Linked DNA regions of Gossypium hirsutum: region 1 is linked to region 2. A link is a contact called in public Hi-C data. All regions are on one chromosome and are shown on one strand. Each heading gives the region's core, a stretch centred on a gene start, on an enhancer-like site or on the middle of the called end of the contact. The rest is flanking DNA. Distances are from core to core; before and after follow the strand shown. Region 1 has its middle 47 kb from the start of LOC121206841. Region 2 holds the start of LOC107888812 (transcription factor TCP20).

The links. A called contact is a pair of places that touch in the nucleus more often than the background predicts.
Region 1: a Hi-C map of leaf shows a contact between it and region 2, with 1.6 times the contacts expected there. The contact joins the enhancer-like site here to the promoter of LOC107888812 in region 2. A contact is called at or near these places in 2 of 34 Hi-C or Micro-C datasets (both in leaf).

What each region holds. Positions count from the first base shown.
Region 1 is chrA09:32,737,456-32,740,311 of Gossypium_hirsutum_v2.1, reverse strand. No RefSeq gene overlaps it. Among protein-coding and RNA genes, the nearest start is that of LOC121206841, 47 kb to the right of the region's middle. Within about 2 kb of position 1,596, at least 4 of the 9 cell types and tissues checked have an H3K27ac peak or open chromatin away from gene starts, as enhancers often do. A contact at or near this core is called in leaf, where this site is marked.
Region 2 is chrA09:32,494,175-32,496,874 of Gossypium_hirsutum_v2.1, reverse strand. It overlaps LOC107888812 (transcription factor TCP20), which reads left to right and starts at 1,349. Exons shown (of 2, transcript XM_016813041.2): 1 at 1,349-2,700. The coding sequence starts at 1,976.

The sequences.
Region 1 (2,856 bases), core at 347-2,846, 240 kb before region 2:
ATAATAAATATTTAAAAATTAATATTTGTATTCATTTTAAATTAATTGTAGAGACTAATTCAAATATTTAAATTTAAATATTTTCTGAATCTTCAACCAACATATCAAATATCTACGAATTTGTACTATTTATTACTATCCTTATTACCTATCAGCTTCAGTGGTGACGAAAGAAAAAAAAAAGTACAAAGACAGTGTAGCTGAGCAAAAATTCGATGAAGAAACAAAGTAAATCAAGAGGCATGTGAATTTTGTAACCAATAACACATTTACCGCATGTTGGAGTACAGAGTCTTGTTTTGAATGCAAATAGATGTTATCAAATAGAAAGAAATTTAAGTAATTGCTATTCAAGTATACTCAGTTCAGTTAGTATTAATATTATTATTAATTAAAAATTACATAAATTAAGTGTATTAAAATATGTTTATCTTCTTATTTAAAGTTAAAAAAATTACGAATAATTTTAAATATTTATATAAAAAATTACTAATTCAAAGAAGAATGATAAGAGGTTTGTTTTAATTTTTTTTTAACCAAAGCAAAAATATGCTAAAAGAGGACATTTTAATTATTAAAAGAAGCTTCAAAGCTTCTTGTTGTAAAGCTTGAAACAGCTAAATTACATTACACCATATGTAATGTAGTGCAAATAGCTAATGAGTAACAAGGTCCTTGGAATTGATTGGGAAGTGCCTAAATTTTGGTGTGTACTTTTTCAATTATCTCCTTTTGGTATTCAAATGGGGTTTTTATTAAAATATTATAAAAAATAAAATAAAATATGAAAATAGTATATTTGAAAAATTATGTATTAAAATATAATATTTTAACTATTTTTAATAAAAAATTTTAATATTATGTACTAATTTTTAAAATTTTTGTTTTTGTTTTTTAACATATTATTGTCTTTTTAACAGAAATAATATTATTTTTTTTAACATATTGCTTAAAAAATTCATGGTAATTTTTTTTTAACTTAAATAGAATCGGAAGGAGTTTGGGAGTGTTGGTGCCACCTATGGCATAGGCTTCACTGGTACCACTTATGGCATAAGCTTCACTGGTGCTGCCTCTGCCAGAGGCTTCACCAGTGCAGCTTCTGGCTTGCCCTCCACAGTGTCACATCAATTTTTTATAGCAGATTTTATTTTTTTAAATATAATAGTATTTTTTTAATATTTTTTTGTGTTAGAGTAGGGTAGTACCGCCTATGTACTAGGTGTGACCACCTTAAATGTATCATTTTAATATATAATTTTGAAATATATTATTTTCGTATTTTATTTTATTTATTATAATATTTTAGTAAAAAAAACCCTTAATTGGGAAAAAAGAAAAGCAAAAGCTTTGAAAAGGAAAGGACATGATTAAAACGAATACTAACAAAGAAAGATCCAAACTTATCTCTTGGTGAGAAAAAAAAATAAAAAAAGTCTTTAAAAATTAAATTTGAAAAACCCACAAACAAAGCAAAGATCTTTTCCCATTTAATCAAATTGCTTGAATTCTTGTGAGACTGGTTTTCAAAGAGCGGGGCCTCCCTTTGTCTCCATGATGGGAAGCACATGTGACAAGCCATGCAATCACCAACGTACACATACCAACTCCAACTATAATTATCATCACAACACAAAGAATTGGTCTTCTCCACATCAAAGCAAAGGCTCTATGTAAGTTTTTATAAAGGGAAAGCAGTTGAAAAAGGATTAAATAAATTAATAAAGATATATAAATATATATTCTCATTACTTCAATGATTCATGCCAAACCCATCCTAAAGTTGCTTAATAATCAAGTTTGCAAGATTGATTAAAGGAAAAAAAAAAGGAGAAAAGTAAAGGATATGTATGTCTGTGTTTATGGATATCCCCACTATGGTGACCAAGTATTGCATGGATTGTTCGTCCAATGAAAAGTCAAAGAGTATAGTGTACTTTTAATTAAAGACCATTTCCCAAGTTTTTAATTTCCCATATAAATTGTATGTCATTATCATGGAGTGATTTAAGATAAAAAAAAAATACAAGTTAATCTCCATCATCAGCTATTGTTGTTGATTTTCAATAGTAAAATCGTCTCAATAATCGTGCCAACCTGCCAACTTTTGAATTTCTTAAGTGACAATTCTGTTGGCACCACCGTCAAATCTCTTTAATTTAATTTAAGTTTTTTAAAGATAAAAGTTTTAAGATTTTTATTTAGAGTTTTGAGTATCAGAATTTTATAAAAAATATTAATTATTTTAAAATTTATTAATAATAACTATATAAATTATAAGTGAAAAAAATTACTAAGGGTAAATCTTTAAAAAAAATGAATGGCTGGGATTTAACCATAAGTGTCAAAGTACTTGATAGACCAACCCTAAGTAATATATGTATATATTCAGTTCATTCATATACATATATAGGGATTCATGAAATGAAAATTTTATGCATTGAGCTCTTCGTCCCCATAATGAATTCTATTTTGGTCGATAAGAAACAAAAGTGGTTCGATTTTGTTTAACAAAAAAGGAAATGTAATTTTTAGATTTGATTAATGATAACTGCATGATTTGAACAAACTTGTGAAATACATATTGGAAAAAGAAGGGAAAAAGGAAAGCTGAAGAATTGTAATTTTTGAGTGAGTAGCGCACCAAACTGACAAGAAACATGAAAGACAAGCAATCCCACAGCAAACTGAATTAAATTAAATAAAAAATTGTTTTTAATTTAGGAATTAATTTAATGTAATTAAAAATATCTTTGGGCAATTCTACTCCAATAGCATTTACCATTACACCAAACTTATATATAACTAGTTGAAAATTCCACTCCATATTTGATATTAACTATTGTTACAAGGTTT
Region 2 (2,700 bases), core at 100-2,599:
AATGTATTATTATATATAAATAATATAAATGTCTTCCAACAAAAAACTTTAAACAGCTTATGAAAATAATGAAAAAATTTCACTTATAAGGTAAGCATAAAATTAAAAAATATTATTTAAAATTAATCTTTAATTGTATAAGGAATTACTACAAATCCACAATCAAAATATTATACTTTTATTTCAACTGGAACCTAACAACTTATAATATTTATTTATATATATTAACTTCAAGCCCATGAAGATTTGATTAAAACTGCACTCCAACTTTAAATTTTTAATTAAAAACTCATCTCGCTCCAAATAAAATTCTTCTGCCTGCATCCTTCCAATAATTTGTTGCCACGTGGATTAGTAAATTGTGGGCAGAAATTTGTGTGAATTTTATGTCTTGTATTTCCCGTTACCGTTACTTCTCCTGCCCTTCACCGTCTACCTCTCCTTCATAAAACCCATGGATGCTGCTTTGTAGTTTTTGTCTTTCAAAACGTGAAATCTGATTTGGAGAGTTGCCGATGAGAACACCTCTTCGTAATCTTCCTTCATCCTCGTTGGAACTCTTCACCCAATTGTCTTTAGAGCTTTTGCTTTTCTTTCCATTACACTGCTTTAGACCCATTCAAACATTAACAAATTCATGAAGTAATTGTTGTGCTGCCTTGAGATATTTGGAATTAGGAATGGGTTTTGAAAAATGTTCCATGTTTCTTGATTGTTCATCTCTAAAAGAGTTGTTATGCTGCAACCCTCTTCAATAAGTGATGAATTTTATTCTTTGGTTACATATTTAGTTCTTCTCTACTACCACTTGATTTCGAGGAAACATTCCTCTACATGTTTACAAAGTCAAAAACAGTTCTATATTACAGCAGTCTAAGAAATTGATTTTTGCTTAATAAGGAATTCATTTCACAACTTGAAAATTTGATTTAACAATTATAATAAGTTGTGATTTCTCTTCACTTCAATTTTTCTTTCCAGGTTCGGTCTATATTTTTATATTTTCAAATTATTCAAGATTCAATTGTTAACTTTAATGGGTTTTGTGGAAGAGAAATGACGAGGATGATGGAAGGTCAAGAAGAGGTCAGCAGGAACCTCTAGTAACTCTCCAAATCAATTTCACATTCTAAAGAACAACAAAGCCACCTCTATGGGTTTTGTGAAGGAGAAGTAACGGTAACGGGAAATACAATGCATAAAAAAAGTTAATGCAAGTCTCAACCCACAATTTACTAATCCACGTGGTGATAAATTGTTGGAGGGGCACAGAAGAATTTTGTTCCCTCGCTCCATCTCAAATTTGATTTTTATAAGAAAAATCCGCCCCAACAAAATCAGATGGGTTAAAACTTGAAACCTATCAAATTAGGGGGGGTTACGTCGTCCCATGATTAATTTTCTCTATAAAACTTTTTATGACACATATCAGAAAGATTGGCCTAGAGTGGGTTAGAAGCAAGCAACCGATACAAACCAAGTTGCCAGTTGTAAAAAGGTGATTGATCCACCTGGACAATTGAGTCCCTTACAAGAGATGGAACCATTAGTATGATGCCTGCTGAAATAATATTGTAGCATGTAAAAGGTAAAGGTGAAGTGAAGAGAAAGCTAAGAGAATTAGCCATCAATCTATGGAAATGGGGATGTTGTGCTGAATTGGCAGTTAAAGTTACTATCGTATCAGAAGTATTAGTCAAAACCCGTTCACTACTGTAAGAAAAAAGAGTAAGAAAGGACAGTGAGAGAAAGTAGAAAGACATGTTGTAAAACCAAGATAAAATTTTTGACATTTTGGGGTTGTGCTTTGGGATTTCAATATTATATTACTAGTTTGTCTTTCACATTCCTTGCCAAAAACAGTTAAAAACTCATGAAAGTGTAGGACTTTTCAGGTCACCTTCTTCAATCTAAGAAACTTTGTTTTTTGGCTTTAATTTGCTTTGCCCCCACCTTACCACCCCTTTACCTGTTCATGGATCCCAAGGGCTCCAAGCAGCCACCAGCTGAAGTATCCAACTTCTTGAGCTTGCCACCACAACCCCAACAACAGCCTCATCAGAGCATGGGAGAGAACAAAGCAGGTGAAAGCAAGGGTTTCCGGATTGTTGCAAGTAAAGAAGAAGGGAAGAAACAACAGTTGGCTCCGAAGAGAAGTTCTAATAAAGACAGGCACACCAAAGTTGAAGGGAGAGGTAGAAGAATAAGGATGCCTGCTTTATGTGCAGCTAGAATCTTTCAGTTGACCAGAGAATTGGGACACAAATCTGATGGGGAAACCATACAGTGGTTGTTACAACAAGCTGAACCATCAGTAATAGCCGCCACGGGGAGCGGAACCATACCAGCTTCAGCTTTGGCAGCAGCTGGAGGCTCAGTTTCTCATCAGGGGGCCTCTCTATCAGCTGGATTGCACCAAAAGATGGAAGATTTAGGGGGGTCCAGTATAGGGTCTGGAAGCAGTAGGACCAGTTGGGCAACGGTTGGTGCCAACAATTTGGGGAGACCCCATCATGTAGCAACAGGGTTATGGCCCTCAGTCAGTAGTTATGGGTTTCAGACATCATCTGGTCCATCTACAACCAATTTAGGCACTGAAAGTCCTATTTATCTGCAAAAAATCGGGATTCCTGGTTTTGATTTGCCAGCTACTAATATTGGTCAGATGAGCTTCACCTCAATCTTGGGTGCGGCTAACCA